Regions from separate parts of the Mus musculus genome. Here region 1 is linked to region 2. The links are chromatin contacts, called in public Hi-C maps. All regions are on one chromosome and are shown on one strand. The core of a region is the stretch at or near the end of the contact, and the rest is flanking DNA. Distances in the headings are between cores, read along the strand shown.

Region 1 (4,390 bases), core at 985-3,484, 54 kb before region 2:
TCTCAGTTCCGGCTTACTCTTGGGCTTAGCACCTTTTTAACATCCAAGCATCTACTGATGTCCTAGGTGTGTTTTTACTGACTGAAGGGACCATTTTACATTAATGACTCCTGATCCTTTGGGGCAATTATCTGGGGATCCTTTTGCAATAATCCTGGTATGATTTTTTTTTTCTCTAGAAACTATTACTAGTCAACAACCTAGGGTTTCACCCTGTATGAGTCATATGGAGGTAAAGACTGCTTCCCTAATTCTAGCCTCCCTGACTCCGGAAGCACACAGCTGTGTCTTCATGGTAAGAGACTGTCCCCCTCTTATTTGGCTATCCACTCCCTCTGGAGTTGCCTGGGAATTGTTTTTGCTAAGGAGGGCAAATACAGAGCAATGGCAAAGCTCACTGTTTCTCTTTAGTTCCACAGGCTGTTTCCCAGTATCTGGAAACAGTTGTTTCTTGTGTTGTATCCAGTATTCTGCTTGTTAACTGTAGAATGGTAAAGCACATGTTTTACTCTCTCCTGCCTTGAAGCTGAGGTCTTTCATGGCATTTTGCTCATGACTTTAAAAATGGATAAAATATTTAGAAGGTCTCAGAAGGAAGAACAAAATGTTTGATATCCCTCATTAAAGATTCCCAGTTACATCTATAGTTAACAATTTTGTATTTTGTCTACTAAAGTCAGCCAAGATTCTACTAGTCAACTCCATCCCCCCTTCTGTGAGGGACACTTGGAAAATAGCCTAAGAGACCATTTCCTTAATAGAGTTCTAAAACACAGATCTCTAACTTCATGGGTAAATGTAGGTCTGGCATACATTAATAAGTTGCCAAAGACATGTGGGAATTTGTAAAATGACTCAGAGCCGCTAAAGCCCTGCCTAAACTGGATGGGAATGGAATCACTAAAGAGCTCATGTAAGTTGGTTATGCGAACATTGATCTTCTAAACAGCCCACTGGCTATTAAGTATATCCAGATCTAATTCTCCTTTATGTATGCCTCCTCTAAGACTGGCATTTGAACGCAAGCCCCCAAAGAAGATGAAGAACTCTTTCCCATACATTGAGCTATACGGTAGTATATGGTTAGGAGTCAGGCAGAGTATAGTGCTTCATTTCATGTGGCTGTTGAGGATAAGGTCGGGAACAGCTCGAAAGGGCCTTTCACAAGTCTCCCACATTTTTCCGTCTCTGCCTTTTTTTTTTCCCTCCCTTTTACAAACTTAAAGAGGATAGAAAGAGATGATGCTGATTCTACTCTTTTTGTTTGTTTATGTGTGTGGAAGAAGTAGACAACCCCAGTTTCTCTTTGAGTCAAAACTATCACAGTCGTCAGTTAACCTCAGGAATCGACCCTGTTCCTACATCAGGAATATGGAGATCTAGAGTCTACCTGTTTAGCTAAAGGGAACTAAAGTAAACAAAAACAAAACACAGGCAAGAACTCTTCGTTCGGATCAAGTTCGCCAGCGATTACTTATATTTTACTTTTCAGCCACTTATCCTGCGGGGAGTGGGGGTGGGGGTGCGCAGGGGCGCAGAGCTGGACACTCGCATACCAGGAGGCACAACTGTTTAAACTTTAGGCAAGCAGCAGAATGAAGAGCACAGACAGCATTTGGCCATCTATTTAACATGATGGTGACTCCTGAATGAGAGAAAAAGACGATCATATCGTGAAGACCAGTGAGTTTCTTGTCTACAGTCTTTTTGGACTCAGCTCAGACGGCTTTTGTGCCTTAAGATTTTTAAACCGGGGAGATACTTAAGGAAAAGTGTTCTAGCCAAGAGTGGCCTGAGAGCAGAGGGAGATTGGAGAGGGAAGAGCGCTGAGAAGCAAAGGTAGAAGTACGAAAAACCGCAGCGACAAAAAAAAAAAAAAAAAAAAAAAAAATAGGCCAATGATTTCTGCTGCTTGTCAGGGAAAATAGGCTCTAAAGAGACTTAAAGCTTACCATCGTCGGGGTCCAAACCTGGCACTTTTGGAGTTGAGTATGGTTACATATTTGCATTGTGACTTAGAAACAACCTCAAATCCCCGACATTGGCGCGCCTAAAGCGCCGCAGCCTTCCTTCCACTGACCCTCCGCGCCGCAGAGGCCTCCCAGCCCCTCGCCCCGCCTCCAGCCCCCTTGCCCCGCCTCCAGCTCCCTCGCTCCGCCTCCGGGCACGGCGCCTGCGCAGTCCCCTCGCTCCGCCCCGCCCCTGCCCGAGCCACCGCCGGAGAGGAGCTGGGGGAGGACGGTGGCCCGCGAGGTTCGAGCAGACAACGCGGCGGCGATGTCCGCGAGCCAGGCGAGCGCCGCGGCGGTAGCGGCGGGGCCTCGCGCGTGGCTGGGCGGCCTGGGCTGCGGCCTCCCCGCGGGTCCCTGGAAGCGGGCGCGCGGCCGGCGCGGGAGCAGAGGCGGAGGCCCCGGCGCGTCCTTCTGCCCCGCAGCCTGAGCCCGGGAGGCTGGAGGGCTCCGCTGCCCGAGGATGGGAATTCTCTTTACCCGGATCTGGAGGCTGTTCAATCACCAGGGTGAGGCTGGGCCGGGCGGGGAGGTCCCGGCCCTTGTCGGGCAGGAGGGTCGCCTTTGTCTCCGGGGAGCTGGGGAGAGGTTCCTCCCGCCATACACCCATTTCTCCGATTTGATCGCGAGCGCAAAAGGTGCCCTGCCCCACGCCGAGGGCCCAGCGCGCTGCCTGGCCTGCTTCCATCCCCGTCGCCTGCCCGCAATTGTGTTTGGGCCGCACGGGCAACAGCTGGGGTTCTAGAGTGAGGACCGAGGGCCCTGACCCTAGCGGCGCCACCGAGCCCACGGCTTGCAGAATGCGGAAAACTGGAACTAGTGCTGGATCCGTCTGGTTCGCTTTGGGGGGTGGGGGTGGGGGTGGGGGTGGGGGGGATGGGCGGGGAGACCCTCGCTGCGGAATAGTGATGGAGTGTCTCTCCTTTGCGCCGTTTGTCTCAGTGGTAAAGGTCAAGCCTAAGGTCGTTTTCTTTCTTAGGTTATTAGAAGGTTTTGGGTTTTGTTTTGTTTTGTTTTGTTTTTGGCCCTTGTTAAAGTGTTTCGCTGAAAGCTTTTAAAAGCCTGCCTCGGGAGGCAGGCTTCATTAGCATTAGGTAACTAGCAGGTTACTGTGTTAAGTTCGCCTAAATGCAGACATTTGCCACGGAAAGGCATAGGGGATTTATTAAAAAAAAAAATTACAAAATGGGTGTGTGATACTGGAGAGAATATGGTCCTAACAGAACTACATAGTTACTGAAATGAAATATAGTGCTTTTTTTTAAAAAAAGCTCTACTTGCAGTTCATTCCATCTGTCAAGCACGTACAGTTTTTCTCTTGTATAAGCTGGTAGCGTTGTCGCACCCCCACTTTTTCCAGTTAAAACTTAATGAACGGTGGCGCCTACTATTTAGAAGGAGCAGTTGCCGGGCTTGCTCCTCCTCTGGGATAGAGCTGGTTTTATGGGACTTGTAATCCCTAGTGGGTTCTGCTTTTTTTAATAATAATTTTTTTAAAAATGATACCTAAGATAACGGTACTAAATGAAGTGGAAGGCAATAAAGAGGATATTTCCATTAGCTCTGTCTGGTCAGCAGAGAACGTGTGACGGGGTAGTGGTTTCTAGTGGCTTCATAATTCTGTGGGTTTAGATACTCTCACCTAGCACAGGAGGGATTTGTGGGGTCTACAGTTTTTGAATATTTAATCTCTAGGTTTGAAGTACTAAAGGTTACATTGTTGTAGAACTGGTGATATTTGTGTGGGTAATAAGTGTTCTTATTCTAGTTCTGTCCTCTACAGTCTTGAATTTAGTGAGACTAGTGTTTCAGTTCTGCTTTGGTTTAGAAAGACCTTTTGCTTTAAAGTGTCTCTGGTACTGGTCTCACTTTCTTCTTTGAGTCAGTGACCAAACCGTTGCTGTAACTTAAAAAATGAATTAGAACTTTAAAAGAAACTCACCTAGTTGCACATGATAGCAGGAATGCATTGGTAGCAGCACAGATCTTGTGCTCTGCATTTTGTAGTAGCATTTGCCTGAACGTTTACTCAGAGTTTGAAAATTAACAAGAGGATTAATAGAGTCCAGTTCCTAGGAAATTACCAGTCAATAGAGTGAGATCGTGAAGAAAAAAAATCGTTAAATGGTCTCTTCCCAGCTCAGTAGCCTCACGGAATTCACTGTCACAAACACTTGTTGCTAGTCTTGGACCTGTGGAGAAGGGGGCACATAAGTTAGGTGTGTCTTCGATGCTTTGTTTTACAGAAGGATCAGCACACGTTTCTATACTCTTTTCATGGAGAGCTGCGGAGAGAGGCTTTGGGTAATTGCAGAGTTTGCTATATCGATGAACGCAGAGACTTAGCAGCTCTGGCTTCTCAAAAAGCAGCTGCTCAATTA
Region 2 (3,955 bases), core at 1,098-3,597:
TCCTTAGAGACTAAAGATCTTTCCTTAAAGATCCTCCTTGGTACCATGGAGGCCTCCAATGTCTGCTCTGTCCTCTGATCACGTGCCTGGGAAGTCTGTATTTAGCAGCGTAGGCTTCATCTCCTAATAGCAAGATGATTAACCAAGCTCCCAGGAGGATCTAAGACGCTGCCCAGCACAGAACCTGAGTATGCTCAAGTTCAAGAGCCTGGCAGGGCCTCCTTGTTTGTCAGAAGACTCCGCACACTCTCCCCCTTTCTCATTTCCCTTCCTTCTTTAGCTTGAGTCCCCTTCACTCCCAAAGTTCTTGAATGGTTGCAGAGCCAATCCATAGCATTGGTGACAAACTGCTGCACAAAGCCGAGGAACCCCAGCCTCCAGAGCATTGTTTACAGACACTAAGGTATTAGGATAGAGGAAGGTTGGTGGAACAGGAAGAGTGCATTAGAAGACGAGAATTCCTTCTACTTTTCAATAAGCATCACCATGGTCCTAGGAAAAATCGGATTGGAGACTCATCAGTCCTTCAGCTGATGAACAGTTTTGAGTTCCCACACTCTTAAATAGAAAATTCTTTTTTTTTTTTTTCCAGTAGGGTGCTTAAATCAGTTGAGCTTTCTGTTCCTGAGGTCCTCTGGAGAGACTGGAGACATGGCACAGGAAATGCGTCTATACTACATCCTCACAATTCCCAAAAGTAACACCCCTCTCTCTGCCAGGTGGAGAGTAAATTTGAGTGACATGTGAGACTTCCAGTGGTTACAGTGAGACCAAGACAAAGCACACATCCATAAACACATACACTGGGTCCTTATCTGTTTACGCCAGAAGCTCTCATAAATAGCATATGCTGACAGTCATGATGATTATAGTCGCCTCAGGAAACAGACTCGTGACTAAAACTAGGATTTATAGAGTCCAAACAACTGTTATTTCTCAGACACCTCATAATGAGATTTGTTAGTTGGTAACCAACGACCTTTCAGTGTGAACTGGCTCCTCAGAGTTCTTGGAATTGAACAAAGTGCTTTCCCAGAGTCCACTGGGGTGGCTCCGGACAGCTGTGTTTGCCCAACCATTTGATGTCACGTCTCTATTTAGTTCATGGTCATATCTGAGAAGAGAAAAACAAAACAGTGGCAAACTTCAGATGTAAGTACGATATGCCAGTGAAAATGGCTTGTTGGTTTAACCATGGAGATTGCCCCACGGTATCAGTGGTAGGCAGAAAAGGGAGGCTGGGCTGAGACTTGAGATCTGTGTGTGTAAATCAAAGCTGTTACGGTCTTGTGAGGTTGGTATGTACATCCTTCATGCTCTTCTGGAGAGCCTGTGCTTGGGCTGACCATAAGGAGGGGAGCCAGTAAAGGAACAGCATAGCCCAAGAGGGGAATAATGTATCCTCAGAAAGGGAAACAAAAACCATCCAAAGTGATGATGTGGTACAGTGATGAGTCTGAAGTGTATTTGGAGAACAGTTTCTCAGTGCTGGTCTGCGTCTAAGGCCATTTTACTGCTACACTGTTTATCCCAGCTTATCACTCTGTGCAATGGGAAGAAGCCATTGATGCTAAGAACCTCAGGAATTTTCTGAACTTAGAGACCAAAAAACATTCCAGGAGACACTGGCTTTGTCTACAAAATTTTCTAAATGTCTTTTGTGAAATTTGTGCAAATGTTACCACTTTGTAAATTTTCTCCAAATTCCTTTGAAATGTGCTAACAGTGCCTTGGACAATTTATACCCCATGGAAGCTTGGGGAGTTGGCAAATTTTAACAATTCTCTTCATAGGAGTTATGAAGATTAGATCTTGACAAGTTGACAAAAACTAGTGTCGCCTGAGAAGAAGGACCCTCAGTTGAGGAATTACCTTTATCAGATTGGTTTGTGAGCATGTCGGTGGGGCATTTTTCTGATTATTGATTGATGGGTTAGGGCACAGCTCACTGGACAGGTCTTCCTGGATCATAAAAGAAAGCAGTCTGAGTAAGACAATTGTTTTATGGCAGCGAGAGAAAGCAAACTGGGACAGGAACAAGTGAATTTGACAAACTGAACCAAACTTTAAAACTTTAGATTGAGCTTTTCTCTATCGCTACCATTGATAAAGATATGCAGTGCATCCCTAATAAGTAAGGAAACTTCCATGCCAGAGACTTAGGTAAAAATAGAATCTATTCTAAGCCTGTCAGGTTCAGCCTATTACTGTGAAGATAAATTTGCTGCAAACACACAGGACTGGTACCTCCTGGGCAATGAGAGCCAGTGCTCCTGTGGATGGGGGAGCTTGACAGGAGACTTACAGAGAAAGGCCTTGAGCCTGGAAGAGGAACCTGGAGGTGTTCCAAGCCAGGGCTGTGTGAGCAAGAACACATGGGTCCCTGCCAGGAAAGAATGAGTGAAGGAGTCTCTCTTCAGGGCAGCACAAATGAGAGTCAACAGACCACACTGCACGAGTCAAAGCTGTGCTTTCCCCTCTTCCCCCTCTCTCCATTTTCTTAGCCTCCTTCGTTGTGACCTGACCTTGATCCCTTCCTGAGATTATTCTTGCCCAGAGTTACAGATAACATTTCCCAACCTCCTTGTGTGATGAGGCCTGAGCATCTGGCTGGGTTCTAGACATTCTGTAGAAATGAGGCTAAGCCTAACTTTAACACATGGCTTTAGGGCCATCCCAGATCCTAACTATGGTGGAGGCTGGTGGTCTAGTAGTCAACTAATAGGTGACCTGATAATGTGTATCATTTATTGATGTTTACAGCGGGGGGGGGGGGGGAGGAAGAGGAACTCCGGTCATTGCAGTGCCTACATGTAGCTGAGACTGTTTGTCTACAGACTTGTTGCACACGGGAGAGAACTGTAAAGGATTTTCTAATATATATATGTAATTTTTCTATTGCCCATATCCCATATGAAGAATAGCTAGATTACAGTAGGACTCAGAGTCCAGGAGAAGTTGTTAAAATTTAGCCCTCTAGAGAGTAGAAACCCCACAAGATTATGTTGGAGGCATCCACCACATTCTAAACTCTGCATTAGATGCTAGAAGAACATCAGAGAAGACCATACAGAGCTGGTGTGTGGCTCATTTCAATTACAAGTATCCTTTATGTAGTAAGATGCATGTGCCACTTTGGCAATTATAAACTATTAGAGAAATAGCCACTGCCAGAGAACACCTAAACTGGGCCATGCTCAGGAGCGCTCCAGCTGAATGCAGGGAACCAGAGCAGTCTAAGGCAGAATTTAATTATCTTTAACGCCCACTTAAAATTAAACCTGAGCCAGGTGTGGTAGCTCATGCCTGTGATCTCAGCACTTGGGAGGCTGAGGCAGGATAGTGGTCATGAGTTTGTCACGAATGTGAGACTTTGTCTCAAAAGCAAGCAAACAAATAACAAAAATTAAGGGAGCAAATATAACCTCCCACACGTGTACTGGAATCTAACTCCCCTTTACCACATAGGTATGAGAATACATACCTCTCATGCCTCTCCCACACGTACCAGACGTTAACGTCAAAGCTAGGGAGGCCACCCCAAAGCACACTTTGAGAAACAGGACTGCCAGCTGTCCTAAAAATTTTCTCGTTTATTTTCTCATAAACCGCAAGATGAATAATGCCTCCAGCCCACCCCCCACTCCCCGAATTAACTTGGGAGATATTTGTTGTTCAAATGCTACAGATGGGTCTGTTCCAAAATGGGTCCATTACATCTCTAAGTACTCCCTTGCTAGGAGTATTTTCTTGTATAGATTATAAAGATGATGCTTATGAAAATAACTGCAATATCAGCAATTTTTTAAAAAGTGTTCTGGATGTGTCAGAAACTTGGCAAGAATGTTAGGTGAGTTATGTTACACATTAGAATGCTGACAGGAACTCAGTCCAGGGAACAACACTCTTTTAGTCTCCATATTTCATTTGAGGAAACGGCATCAGAGAAGCTAAC

Evidence for each region. Hi-C and Micro-C count contacts between places; a contact is called where the count stands out from the background.
Region 1: a contact with region 2 is called in a Hi-C map of liver, with 1.8 times the contacts expected there. The contact joins the promoter of Arl5a here to the enhancer-like site in region 2. A contact is called at or near these places in 10 of 484 Hi-C or Micro-C datasets (CD4 T cells, the G1E-ER4 cell line, double positive thymocytes and 4 more), 5 of 115 datasets of contacts at active chromatin or transcription factors (the SCID.adh cell line, embryonic stem cells and memory CD8 T cells) and 3 of 9 other capture datasets (adipose tissue, liver and pancreatic islet).

What each region holds. Positions count from the first base shown.
Region 1 is chr2:52,422,718-52,427,107 of GRCm38.p6, reverse strand. Arl5a (ADP-ribosylation factor-like 5A) reads left to right here and starts at 2,234. Exons shown (of 6, transcript NM_182994.2): 1 at 2,234-2,518. The coding sequence starts at 2,473. A430018G15Rik (RIKEN cDNA A430018G15 gene) reads right to left here and starts at 2,096. Exons shown (of 3, transcript NR_165461.1): 1 at 1,953-2,096.
Region 2 is chr2:52,369,668-52,373,622 of GRCm38.p6, reverse strand. No RefSeq gene overlaps it. Among named protein-coding and RNA genes, the nearest start is that of Gm13522, 6.9 kb to the left of the region's middle. Within about 2 kb of position 2,347, at least 21 of the 459 cell types and tissues checked have an H3K27ac peak or open chromatin away from gene starts, as enhancers often do. A contact at or near this core is called in the G1E-ER4 cell line, liver and uterus, where this site is marked.